Linked DNA regions of Mus musculus: region 2 is linked to region 1. The links are chromatin contacts, called in public Hi-C maps. All regions are on one chromosome and are shown on one strand. Each heading gives the region's core, a stretch centred on a gene start, on an enhancer-like site or on the middle of the called end of the contact. The rest is flanking DNA. Distances are from core to core; before and after follow the strand shown. Region 1 overlaps Nckap5 (NCK-associated protein 5). Region 2 has its middle 91 kb from the start of Gm41945.

The links. A called contact is a pair of places that touch in the nucleus more often than the background predicts.
Region 2: a contact with region 1 is called in a Hi-C map of cortical neurons, with 7 times the contacts expected there. The contact joins two enhancer-like sites. A contact is called at or near these places in 2 of 15 datasets of contacts at CTCF or cohesin (the NIH/3T3 cell line and stem cell-derived epiblast-like cells), 48 of 484 Hi-C or Micro-C datasets (the AtT-20 cell line, the G1E-ER4 cell line, the HL-1 cell line and 31 more) and 6 of 115 datasets of contacts at active chromatin or transcription factors (astrocytes, bone marrow-derived dendritic cells, differentiating embryonic stem cells and 3 more).

Annotation. Positions count from the first base shown.
Region 1 is chr1:126,426,993-126,433,515 of GRCm38.p6, reverse strand. All of the region lies in intron 4 of Nckap5 (NCK-associated protein 5), which reads left to right. Among named protein-coding and RNA genes, the nearest start is that of Gm35562, 380 kb to the right of the region's middle. Within about 2 kb of position 1,690, at least 21 of the 459 cell types and tissues checked have an H3K27ac peak or open chromatin away from gene starts, as enhancers often do. A contact at or near this core is called in brain and cortical neurons, where this site is marked.
Region 2 is chr1:126,930,405-126,937,499 of GRCm38.p6, reverse strand. No RefSeq gene overlaps it. Among named protein-coding and RNA genes, the nearest start is that of Gm41945, 91 kb to the left of the region's middle. Within about 2 kb of position 5,574, at least 12 of the 459 cell types and tissues checked have an H3K27ac peak or open chromatin away from gene starts, as enhancers often do. A contact at or near this core is called in brain and cortical neurons, where this site is marked.

The sequences.
Region 1 (6,523 bases), core at 441-2,940:
GAATCAGTCCTTCATGGTGGGTGAGACATGGCAGCAGGCACATGAGGCTGGCTGGTCACACTGCAGCTATACATAGGAAGCAGAGAGTGAGCAGAAAGGAGGAGCTGAGTATAAAGCCTCAAAAGCCACCCCACACATTAGTGGCCCACTGACTCTAGTGAGGTGCCGCCCCCTGAAGGTCCCACAACATTCCCAAAGAATGGGAACCAAGTGTTTAATGAGCCTTTGGGGGACAATTCTTATTCAAACCGTACCAAAGAGAAAACATGGTTACTTCCATCATCGACAGTGTCCCTTCCCAACTTCCTGCCACTCACAAACCCAGAGCTTATGAAATCCACATAGTCATCAGAAACTACATGTCAGAACCCAGGCTCTCTTCATGGTTTTTGGCTATGGCTGGCTTGGAGATCTATCCCTCCAGCCTCCTGAACTGGAAGCCCTGCATGACAGCATACTATAGACGTCTTGGGCTTTATTTTCATAAATACATGTTCAATCTGGGCCACAGCCTCTAGCAAGTGACAGAATTTGTGATGCATAATAAACTGGGTGCACGCAAGAGTGGGCATAGTTTAACAATCAGTGGAGTGTTAATAGACAGAATCTGTTTCCTCTGTCTGGAATGCTAGGGTTCTTTGGTTGATTAAACGGTTTTGTTGTTAAAAGGTTAACCATTTTGTAAATATCTCTGGCCTTTAACCTATAGAATTGACTCAAGAAGTAGCATACATGTGTATCCCTGATACATTGGTGCGTGTTTTGCTGTTGTTCAAGTATAAATATTTGACGCCATCCTTAAGGATGGCTACAGATTTTGTTTAATGACAAATAATTATATAGTTGGGGCTCAAGTATTCATCTAAAAAGTGCCTTCAAAGTGTCAACCCTCAAAAGGATGTGGAGAAATGTGAGGAGACATTATTTTTGAGAGAGAGAGAGAGAGAGAGAGAGAGAGAGATAGTTTTCGCTGCAGGGAGGTGTTATGTGCACACGATTGCTGTACCCAAAGAAGTCAGAAGAGGGCGTTGAATTTTGCTGAGCTGGAATGAGAAGAGATTTTGGGCCACTTGATCTGCATGTTGGGGACCAAACTCAGGTGCTCTGCAAGAGCAGTATGTGCTCTTCAACCACTGAGCCATTTGTCTGTCCAGCCCCAAAGACCTTTTAATATTGTAGGTTTGATCTCATGAAAAATCACAATGCTAAAGAAGGCATTTCTCTCACAGCGCACTTAGCTTCCCATTAAGAATGTCTTCAATTATTTTCTCCAACCGATGTTTATTCCTTTAAGTCTGTACATGCATTGACATGCTTAATAGAAAGAATTCTTCTTAAGAACACCAGTGATCAAAAGGCCATTTGCTTGTCACTTAAAGATGAACAGCTATTTTAAGCCCTATTTTCTCTTTTAAAGATAGCCCTTGGGGGATTCCCTCGTTACTTCTCTTCTCTCTACTTCAGTGCCAGATTTCTGCCTTTCTTTCCCTTGTTTCAGCATTTTCATTTACTCATTTTGTCGTGTAGCTTTGATGGGGATTTGAATGGTTTGAGTGCTGCCTGATCACTTACTGGGGTCTCCCCTTGGCCTACGATCCACAGTTCTGTGCTGAGAGCACAAGATGCCGAGCTTGGTCTTCTGCCCACAAGATTTCATTGTTGATTTAGGCTTTCCACCAGAAGAGGGCACCACATTCATTAAAATAACATCCGTAATCCAAGCTGAGCTTTGTATGTCCTTAACAGGTTCCAGACAGGGTGTGTGCAACCTCACCTTCCATCAGACCTCATAAAAAACATGACAGCTGTTCTTTGGAGGGTGGGGACTGCCTTAGGAGCCAACACCACGGGCCTGCAGTCTGAGGATGCAGCGGCAGGAAGGAGAGATCTGTTTTAATGATGTTCTCTGACAATAACAAGAGCAAGGAACAGCAAGTCTAAAACACCGTGCCTCCTCTCCAACGCTCACATATCTACTCAGTTGGGGATTATATTTTTTTTTTTCAGAGCTGAAAGGATTGGTTCTTTAATTAAGCATGTAATAGCCTTCTATTTATCATTCCGCAAAACAACTGCCTCCTTGTATGGGGCGATGCCACAGTATGAAAAATAGCATGTTTCCTTCCCTTCTGCCGAAACTTGAAGGTGTTGTTAACAGCAGCGGGCCTCACGACGTACCCCCTTCATCTCTCCATGTACCTGCTCATGTGTCCAAAACTCCAGTGGAAAGCATTGATTCATTTGGATAATTACACATGGCTTTCAGAGTCTTAAAATTCTAAATACCCTTCTGCTTAGTAATGTGTTAATCTGTCAAAAGCCGTTTAGCTATTCATCCCAGATTTATTTATGAGCCCGAGCAATATTGTCATCCAAATTACCCACGGAAGAGATGGTTATGTCTCCTAGAGGACTGGGGACAGTTTATTCTAGTAGCATACCTGGGACAGTGCATCCGCGTGTGAACCGCAAAGATGAGTATCTCAGTGCCAAGAAGCAGAAACAGGGTAGGATGTCAGGCCACACCTGGAGTTCATGGCAGATACCCTAGCATTTCTGAGGCCTAGGTTTGTTCCATCATGGGACTGCTTCCAAAGACTATAAAAAGGAACCTTAACAGAGACAGGAAGAATGTTTCAGAAAGAATACAGATGCTTCCAGAAGTTTTACCCAATGCACCAATACTCTGTGTGGAGTCTTGTCTGTAGTTTACATAAAAATCACTGTCCGGTGGACCAGCGAGACGTCTCCATGGGAAGAAGAACTTCCCATACAAGCCTGATGACTTCTGTTCCATCCCTAGCAGCCACATGTCACCATCCCTGGGAGATAGGCACTGTGTGGGTGAGATGGGAGTCGGTAGACTCAAGTGGAAGCTCACCAGGCAGCTCACCAGTCAGCTACACTGGAGTCGGAGCAGTGACAGGAGTAACCGAGACTCTGCCTTGACATGTGGGAGGTGAGAACTGACTCCAGAGAGTTGTTCTCAGACCTTCACATACGTGTTGTGGTCTGTCTGTCTGTCTGTCTGTCTGTCTCTCTCTCTCACACACACACATACACACTCAGCACATGTGCTCTAGTATTTTAGTAAAGAGTTATTTCTTGGGAGTAGATGGTGTTTTGGGAGCACTGTATTTGCTATTCTTTCCTTATCCTTCCTGGGGCCAAAATATGTGCATGATACTGAATAGTAACAGTCGTGGTAGGGGTGATGCTCCCAGCCAGCAGGTAAGCTGCCTTTTTACAGCAGCTATCCCACAGTCCTTTGGGAACCTGTAGTGAACGCCGTCACAGTACACTCTGGGTAATGGTGACAGGAGCTGATATTTGTGGAGCTACTTTTCTGCCCAAGCTCTTTCTGATGACCCAGAGGAAGCTGTTATTATTATTAATCCTCGTTGGACTCGTTCAGGGAAGTTAAATAACTGGCCTGGCCTCCATCTAGGAAGATACAGAGCTGGCGTTTGAACTCCAGCTGCCCCTGAAGTCCACAGAACCCAGCCCACACTACTGCCTCATACTGCCTTCTGCCGTCGGAGCCCCAAGTGGGGAAATGTTACATTTTTTCCTTTAAAACAACCTCATTTTCTAAAGAATCATTTTGTATGAGTAACAGAATTATAGAATATGGTATTCCCATGAAAAAAACTATATTAAAATATGTCATACAAGATAAAGACACATCCTTTTTAATGTTGGTGTTAGCATGTGTTAATTATATAAATTAAAGGTGATGTTCCATATCCAGACATAATGCATTTTGGTATTTACCCACATTGCCTTCTATTGTCCTCCTTCCCCTCTCACCAACCCCCATCTGTTATTAGACACGTTCTCACGACCGGCCAGGAAGAACACCACAGACCAGAATCTTCTGCGGCAAGGCTTTATTGCTTACATCTTCAGGAGCCAGAGTGCAAGAAGCAAGAGAGCAAGAAGCAAGAGAGAGAGAAAAGCAAGAGAGAGAGAAAAGCAAGAGAGCGCGAAAACGAAACCCCGTCCCTTTTTAAGGAGCATTCTCCTTCGCCTCGGACGTGTCACTCCCTGATTGGCTGCAGCCCATCGGCCGAGTTGACGTCACGGGGAAGGCAGAGCACAAGTAGTCATAAGATACCCTTGGCACATGCGCAGATTATTTGTTTACCACTTAGAACACAGCTGTCAGCGCCATCTTGTAACGGCGAATGTGGGCGCGGCTCCCAACATCTCCCCCTATCCTTTTAATAAGAGCAAATAGGCCACCCATATTAATGAGAGTGGAGATAGAGGTCAAATCCCCAGTGTGTAGGTAAAGGAGCCATGTACAGGATTAGCTCTTAGGCTCACAGGCTTTTACCCAGAGCAACCCTGACCTGCTCCCGTGTCGTTTTGCCTGGGGGAAGGGAACTAGGACACTGAACCTTCATGAAAGATGACATGTCTCCCTAGAATAGGCTCATATATGCCGCAGAGCCTTTCCATTGCAGTGCTTAGCCTTGCAACTCTCTCGGGCTGCTGAAGCACACTCACTCTATCCCGTGCAATGAGTCTAGCCTCATGGGATATAAGAGCTGAGTGGCCAGCGACCTATTGCCTAAGCATAGATATATCATATATCAGGGGGAGCTCCATGTTCTAGTCCTGCAAGCGCCTGGGCAATAACCACCTTGTCTCTCCTAGTTTAGGCCTTAAGCTTACAGACCAATCAAAGAAGCAACACTAATCCACAGCAAAGTGTATCTCCAAATAATATTAATCCCACCCATTTTTTAAAGAAAGAAAATGCTGAGGAGATCCAATTGGGTAATCCTTTGGTCAGCGACAGGTCCAAGCGCGTGGAGTTGACCTGAAGTCTCAATTCCCGAAGGATCTGTTCAAATTCAGCCATCCAATTCTGTAACATATACTGAAAAAGACTTTTTGACAATTTAGCTGCCCTAGTAAATTTAACATACTGAATGGAAATAACACACAATCCCGGAAACTTTTGTTCACATCCCTGCTGAGTTATTTGTCATAATACATTTAGTTGTATCTGGACAAGATCTATGAGTTGATTAACCAGCATGAGACCTCTCTGTATCTTGACATTAGCTGAGGCCTGTTCATCTATGACTGTAGTCACTGAGGCTGACAAAGTGTTAATGGTGTCAGTCGTCTGGACCTGTCCAGACAGAGCCAAGGCTGTCTGAATCAAGGCTAAACCCAGTTCCTAGTTAGTGGTAAAAAAAGCAGGAGAATACTTGAGCATTATACATCACCGTCATTGGGAGTGGAAATGTCGACATTATCCCCCAACGCTGCTCTCTTTTTATTATTGACGCCCTGGACATCACCAAGACGAGGGACATTAGTATTCCCTTGGTCAGTCTGGATTTTTCGGGTGAGTCTTTCTGGTAACCAAAATGGGTTGTCTTCATTCTGTGGGAAAACACAGATAGCTCCCCTGGATCTTATCAAAATAGGATCCGGGCCATACCATTTATTATCAAGGACATTTTTCCATTTAACCATCTCATTGGGCCTATCTGGCTCTGAACAATGACGTTCAGCCGCAGTATGGCCATGAACATCAATATTTAAAAAATTGAGTGTAAAGAGTGCCATAGACACCGACACTCTTGGTGCTCGGGGTACAGTCTCCTCAAAAGTTCCCCTCTTCTGTTTTATAAGATAGGTTTTGAGGGTGCGATGCGCACGCTCAACAATACCCTGTCCTTGAGGGTTGTATGGAAGTCCAGTCAGGTGGGTCACGTCCATCTGACGGCAGAACTGCTGGAATTTTTGAGACGTATAAGCTGGTCCATTATCAGTCTTAAGGAGTCTGGGTTTCCCCCAAGCACTCCATGCCTCAAGGCAATGTTGAATCACATGTGAGGCTTTTTCTCCGGTTAACTGAGAAGCAAACATGATGCCAGAACATGTGTCAATGGACACATGGAGATATTGAAGTTTTCCAAAGGAAGAAACATGTGTAACATCCATTTGCCAGACCTGTAGAGGTCGAATACCGCGTGGGTTAATTCCCACATGAGGAACTGGCAAGAACTCACAGCAGCTTTGACATTGAGTAACAATGTCACGGGCTTCTTTTCTTGTCAAGGAGAAACGACTGCGTAATGTTTCAGCCGTCACATGAAAATTGTTATGAAAATTTCTTGCAGCCTCTACCGGGGATGATAGGGCAGCAGCCACCACTTTAGTGGCCTTATCTGCCAAATCATTTCCCAGAGCCATGGGGCCAGGTAGGCCTGAATGGGCTCTAACATGAGTAATATAAACAGGAGATCTTCTAGATAACAAAACTAATTGTATCTGCTGAAAAATATTGGCAACTCTACTGGAAGGCTTAATCACTCCAGCCACTTCTAAAAGATTTACTGCATTAACCACATAACAGGAATCTGACACAATATTAAGGGGTTTTAAAAAGGTTTTTAAAACTTCTAAGACCACTAAACATTCTACCACTTGAGGTGAATTTTCATTATATTGTTTGGATACCACTTTACCATTAGCCACATAGGCACCTATGCCAGTT
Region 2 (7,095 bases), core at 4,325-6,824, 500 kb before region 1:
ACAGAAATGCTAAACTCCCTGGGCTTAGCTCCATGATGTGCTGTCACTTAATAGGTTTGTTTAGCAGTCCAGGACTAACCATGGGCCACAAAAGCCCCAAGACCAGAGGTGGGATCATTGCTAAAGACATTTGACAACTAGAGTTTACTGGATGGGTAGATGATAATACAAAAATAATAGCAGAGCTGTAAATGAGTTCTCCCTTTCTTATGTGTGGTGCAGATATGTGTGTTTTTGGGTACAGCTCACATGGAAACATGAGGAAGGAGGTAGATGATGAGGATTGCTGGATATTTTCCTCTGCTGTCGGCCAGGTTTTTGTTTTTGAAGAGCCTCTCATTGAACTGAAGCTCACAAATTCAGCTAAACTAGTTCAGCTGTTAGCCCTAGAAAGCTACCATATCTGCCTCACTGTTGAGACAAATGTGTGCAATTATTCCTTACTTTTTTTTTTTTTTAAAAAACATGGGTTTTGGTCACATAATTCAGGCCCTCATTGAAGTGGAAATTTCTGGTTTCTTTGGAGACTCAGTTGTGCTATGTGATGTTTCTTTGGAAACCATCTTATGAGAGGATGTTTTGCAGAGAACAGACATGCGGTGTTTGAAAGCTGGTTGGAAAAGGGGCATGCGGCGTTTTGCTAGAGTGAATGCTTGAGAAAACATGTGGTGGTTGGAAAGGGTATAAATAAACCCAACAGACAATGAACAATGGTGTGCCACATTTTGCTGGTCTTCGTTGGGCTTTGCTGATGCTGGTCTTCACTGTTGACGTACTGGCATTGGTTCACCTTGCCTTCTCTGGTGTTCCAGTGGCTTCATGCCACTTCCTTGGACTCAGACTGATTGACAAAGCCCTTGGGTTTCTTCATGATCAAACTGCCATTGCTGATTTGTGAATGGGGTGGGGGGGATAGATTGGTTTACCGCTGCTGACTTGTGTCAACTGAACTGCTGCTATCCTGACAATGAAGATTAGAATCACCCCAAAGAACTATTTCTAAACAGGTCTACATCTTCCTTTGCCCTAGTAACCTTTTCTTTCCACTACCTCTGGTGGTTGGTGGGCTAGAAGGGAGGTTAAAGCATTTAAGGACCCTTATTAAAGTAGGTTTTGAAAAATGTAAGCCTATATATCATATCTACTTATCCATTTCTCCAGCCCCTAGAATTAATATTTAGAGTTGGTAGACAGTATGGATGATTGGAAAGGTCATAACTGGAGAAGCAATCTTACATATTCACAGAACAGCTATCCTGAGCACCCATAGGGTATTAGTTCCAAGACCTCTGGGGATATCAAAACATGAAGATATTTAAATCCTCCCTGTGTAATGGTACAGCATTAGCATATAGCCAGCTAATGTGCTCTGATGTACATGAAATCACATTTAAATTCTTGTAATACACATCATACTGCAAATATTGTATAAATCAGCTGTGTAATGTTCAGGGGATAATTACAAGAAAAAGTCTGCTCGTGGTCAGTACAGAAATAATCTTTGATCACAGAATAACTGGATGTGAAGCCCACTGAGTATAGGAGATCATTTTTCTTTGGGGAGATTTCTAGGTCCCGTTTTCTTTACCTCTAAACACCCTAAGGGAGAGGGTGGGACCGCAAAGACTACCCAGAGCTTCAGAGCGCATACTGCTCTTACAGAAGACCTGAGTTTAGTTCCCAGCCCACACCTCACAACCACCTATAACTCCAGTTCCAGGGGGTTGGACACTCTTCTCTTGCCTCTGTGGATACCTGCATTTACACATACTCCTGTCTATACATTTACCTGTATAGACACATACTCCTATACAAACACACATATGCATAATTTAAAAAAATAAAACAAATTGTTATCTTTGAGCATATATTTACTTTTCTTTTACTGAGATCCAAGGTATAATCACACCTGCTGTGTTTGGTCACCTCACACAGACATTTATCAAACATTTGTCCTTGACTTTGACAAGAATGACAATTTGAGGAGTCTAGGGAATTTGATTCATGGACAGTCCTTCAATACATTCCTAACATTTTCTTAGATTTTATATATTTTTTGTTTTGTTTTGTGAGGCAGTGGCAGAAAGGATGTTCTGTATTTTGGTGGATCATATCAGGGAGCATGTGTGGCAACTGTGTCCTGAGGTGGTGTGTCAGCTACTGTTCTATTACTGTGAGGAGACACCATGATCAACTTACAAAATAAAGCACTTAATTGGGGGTTTGCTTACAGTTTCAATGGGTTAGTCTATTGTTATCATCATGGTGGGGAGTGTGAGGCAGACAGGCAAGCAGGCATGCTGCTGGAGCAATAGCTTAGAGCTTACATCTGATCAGCTGTAAAGTTGCAGGCAGAGAAAGAGATAGATAGATAGATAGATAGATAGATTTTTTTTGACAAGGCCACAGCTTCTACTTCTTTAACATCATATTGTTTTTCCTCCTATAGGGTTCCAGACCGCTTTAGCTCCTTGGATACTTTCTCTAGCTTCTTCATTGGGGGCCTGTGTTCCATCCAATAGCTGACTATCTGTACGTGTGTCCATGTGCTACCAGATGCATGTGGCAATCAGAGGCTGACTTTCAGGAGTCAGATCCGTTTTCACTGTATGCATTCTGTGGATGGAACTCTTTAACTTCTGAGCAATCTTTTTGGCTATGATCCCACGTGAATTGTTTCCTTTTATAATTTATTTTTTGATGATTTTCATAGGTGTATATAGTGTCTTTGTTGTATTCATTTCTCATTATTCTGACTCATTCCCCCCCCCAACTCCATCTGACCCTTTTCTTCTCCCAACCAGTCCCCCTACTTCAATATCTTATTTTTTTCATGCTGAGTTTAATTTGTTGCTTTCACATGTATGAAATGGAGTTGACTGCTTGCATATGGAATGGAGGCTATGTACTAGATTATGGGCAACTTACCAGTGACCACAGCACCAAAGAAAAAGAAATGACTCTTCCTCCTTAGCAACTACTCATAGCCAGTAGATCCTTTGCTAGAGATGAGGTCTCATGAGTCCCTTCCTGGATCCATGATGGAATGTTGACTGCCTCAGTCTGGTACAGGTCTTGTGCACATAACCACAGCTGCTGTGAGTTCATTAATGAGTTTGCCACATGCCACACCAAAATGCAACAGCTCACACACTCCTCCCAGTTCTTTCTCTTACATTCTCTCCACCTTTTTTTTTTTTTTCTGTAATGTTCCCTCATCCATTTTATTCTTATCTGGCCAACAATCTTTCATGTTTGGCAAACCTATGAGCTATTTCTGAGGGGAGTAAGAAACCTATTTTGCCTACAATGATTTCTGTGCCTACCATGTGCATGAAACATGACGGCTGTTCAATAACTTGGTGTTAAATGAATGCGCACAAATTACAAAATTGATTGGCATCAAAGGATTATTTTTTGTCAATAATTATAAAAATCCATTGCATTTGGCTCAAGTTCAGAGATGCCTTGTATACACGCAGCGGTCTCGTGGGAGCTCATATTATCTGCTCAGACAGGTTCTGGGAGGGCTTGCTCGGAGAGAAATGCTCTGAGCCTGAGGTAGCACTGAGACCACACACTCACTCTGCTCTCTGTACCTCTCTGTACCTATTCTTACTCCTTTCCTGTGGCTGAGTCTAAAATGATTTGCACAGGAAACTGAATTCCTGTCCTTCCCAGGAACACCAAGACTGCCTTCACTGTCATCGCTGAACCCTGTTATTGCTCGCTAGCCAATCCCATTCTCTAGGAGTTGGGTTGCCTAAGTGTTGGAACTTGACCCTGGCTGATGAGGTGACAAGTCCGGTTGTAATAGAATATGTGAGTGTGGGCAGAAAACTCACACAGAGGGAAGTGTGGCTTTTTGTAGGGGAAGGGTCATATAGAATCCACTTTTAAAAGAGGAGCTTTTAAAATAATTAAGCAAAAGAAAGTGTCATGCAAGGAGAGAGCATGACCAAGGGATGATAGGCATGTAAAGGACACATAGGCACATGGGAAAGAGCTAGGAACCCTGAAGTAGAGCGTCAAGGACAGAGAGGTCAGAGTCTTCATTCTCAGGGGTATGGTGCTATTTGGAAAAGCCAGGGGCTGACAGACACCCTGCCCTTGCTCTCCTTCCTCACTCCTGCTAGCCACACCAAACTGGCAGTAAGGAGAATACCCAGCCCACACTACAGAAACCAGTCTTCAGACCAGGGAAGAAGGAGCTATGACAGGAAGGAGATGGAGGTGGCCAGCTAGAGACATAGCCAGGCAGAGGTCAGGACAGGAAGCCAAGACAAAGGACAGTTCAGTTACCAGATGGAACTCATTCCAGAACGTGGGTCTGCTGTTAGACAGGCCTCCTTGGAAAGCACTGAAAAGGGTGTTTCAGGGAAAATCAGTTTCATCTGTATGCATGTTAATGGCTGCTCTTTGAGCTGATTACCGTAGATGTAACTGAGTAGTCTCAAGAAATAGAGAGTAGCCAAGTGTTAAATAGGTTCTCAGAGGGCACTTTATCTTAAACGTTGTGCTTAGAGCACCCGGGGATGCTGCCACTGGGTCATTTGATCAAAAGCTCAAATAAAAAAAGAGAGTGGATTGTGCCCATGCCGTGGGCACAGATCAGACCCATGCCAAGGCTCCCTAGACTTCAGCTCTCCACAGTGGTACCAAGCCCCTCCCCCATATCCTCAAGCATATGACTGTTTTATTAGGCAGTGAGTGCAGCCGACAGTCTACTGAATGCATGACAGTTATCATCCTGAATCTCCTTGAGGGACTCTGAGCTCAGGACAGTATGAGAAGCCACAGCCAGCTAGTGGGGGGGAGTGATGCTAGCAAGGGGCTGTGCTTTTATGTCCTGGCTCTTCTTCTGATGATGCCAGACTTCACAGTGTTTCTGCAAAGTGGGCTTCTCTCCTCTCTCTCTCTCTCTCTCTCTCTCTCTCTCTCTCTCTCTCTCTCTCTCTCTCTCTCCCTCTCTCCCTCTCTCCCCTCTCTCCCCCTCTCCCCCTCTCTCCCTCTCTCCCTCTCTCCCTCTCCCCTCTCTCCCTCTCTCCCTCTCTCCCTCTCTCCCTCTCTCCCTCTCTCCCTCTCTCCCTCCCCCTCTCCCCCTTTCTGTTGCACATGTAAGCATGTGCATGTGGAAGTCAGAGGTCAATCCGAGCTATTTCTCAAGTACCATTCACCTTGCTGTTATGAGACAGGATCTCTTGTTGTTTGGCTTGGAGCTCACCAAGTAGGCTAGGTTGGATATGCCTATTTCCTTTTCTCCAGTTCTAGGATAACAGGCACATGCCATCATGCCTGATATTTTCGTATGACATTCCTGGTATGGAATTTGGATTCTCAGGCTTGCAAAGCAGGTACTTCACCAACTGTGCCATCTCCTGAGCCACGTTCTTCATTAGTCACGTAAGGTCTGGCTCTGTATCTCAGGCTCAGCTTGAATTCTGGGCTCTCCCTCCTTAGCAGCGGCATTTCAGTGTGAGCAATTGTCAGAGCTGCTTCTGTTTGTCTAGGTGAGCTGCAGATCAGGGTTGAAGCTACTAATTCTGGGCTCCTGCTCCACCCACTGCTGCAGCTAGATGGCGCTGCATCCATAGTTTTAGGCATGCGGTCATGGGTTTTTGGAGCATAGCTCACAAAACACACAGAAAGGAAGTTTCTTCCTGGGATTTCTTGGTGTGAAAAGCTACCTCCCAGGATTAAATTCGAGACTTATAGGAGCTGTGGGTGCATGGCACAATTTAAACATTCCTGTGTTTTCTTAATTCCCAGTAAGATGATTAGGCTGCAAGCAGAAATGTGATGAAATTCCACCAAAAAAAAAAAAAAAAAAAAAAAAGAGAGAGAGAGAGAGAGAGAGTGCAGATGTTGTGTCAGCAATCCCCCCTCCTCCTTTCTCCTGTCTTTCAATCCTGAAATGTAATCTTGCCACCTGGGCAAATGGAAATAGTATTTTATTTATTTTATTTATTTTAAAAACCTGGTGAGTAACATCTCCGGGACTATGCGGATGTCCAAATAGCTGAGAGGAAGTGAACAAGTCCAGATGCTTTATCTTCTTGGATACAGAGGTTTAACTCAGAAAGGGCACCCGTGGCCTGTGAAACAGTGCAGCGTATCTGTTAAAACGGTTTTACATATAGACGTGGGGCTGGGAAGATGGCTCAGTGGGGAAGGGGGCTTGCTGTCAAGCCAGAGGAACTGACGGATCTAAATCCAATCCCGAGACCCTACGTAGGTGCTGGAAAGAGAACTGATTTTCCCAAGCTATGTTTGACCCCCATCTGAGAGCCAAGCATGTGTGTGCCCCCCCTCCAATAACTAAATGAACGAACGTTCTTTTAGGAGAAGAACACACTGAATACATTGAGATATACAACTAATGTCTGCTAGCACACGTTTTAAAAATAAGATACACAGTTAAGATATACACGTTGTTTTTATATTTATGCTATAGATTTTGCAATTTTCAATGATAACCAGATAACACTGTGCTTAAAGGGTCAGACTATAATGAGAAAATTTGAGGAGGGAGGGGAGTAGAAAAGAATGAATATGAAACGCAAGAGAGCCTCCGAATGAATGACGCTTTGGAGCAGAGAAACGAGAAGGCCGATGGGTTTGGAATGTCCTGCACTTGAGATCTTGCAGTGTTAAACGAGACAGAAGGCAGCACCCACACAGGCGTTTGGTAACACGTAGGAGGCTAACGTCAAACTAACTTAAAGCCCAGTGCAGCAAGCCCGTGGCTGGTCGGCTGGGTGTTGTCTCAATTAAAAAGATTTCAAGTTCCATAAAAAGAGCCAAGGCAGGTTTTGGTGATGCCTATGCAGATAACATTTGGCGGAACTTTGGTGTGGGGAGAGATGTGGTCCCTCCACACAGCGGCGATGAAGGGAAGAGCAGAGACAATAGTATTTCCTCCTCAATGTTGTAGGTAGGTAGATTCTGCCGTGAATCTGACCTGTGGAAGAGAACCATCTTTTCTTTGGGGTGTCGATATGGCTTTGGAGTAGGAGCACTGTTCATCTGGAGTGGGAGCACTGTTCATCTTGCGGACAGTTTTCTTGTCTCACCTGACAGCCTAGCCTCTCATGG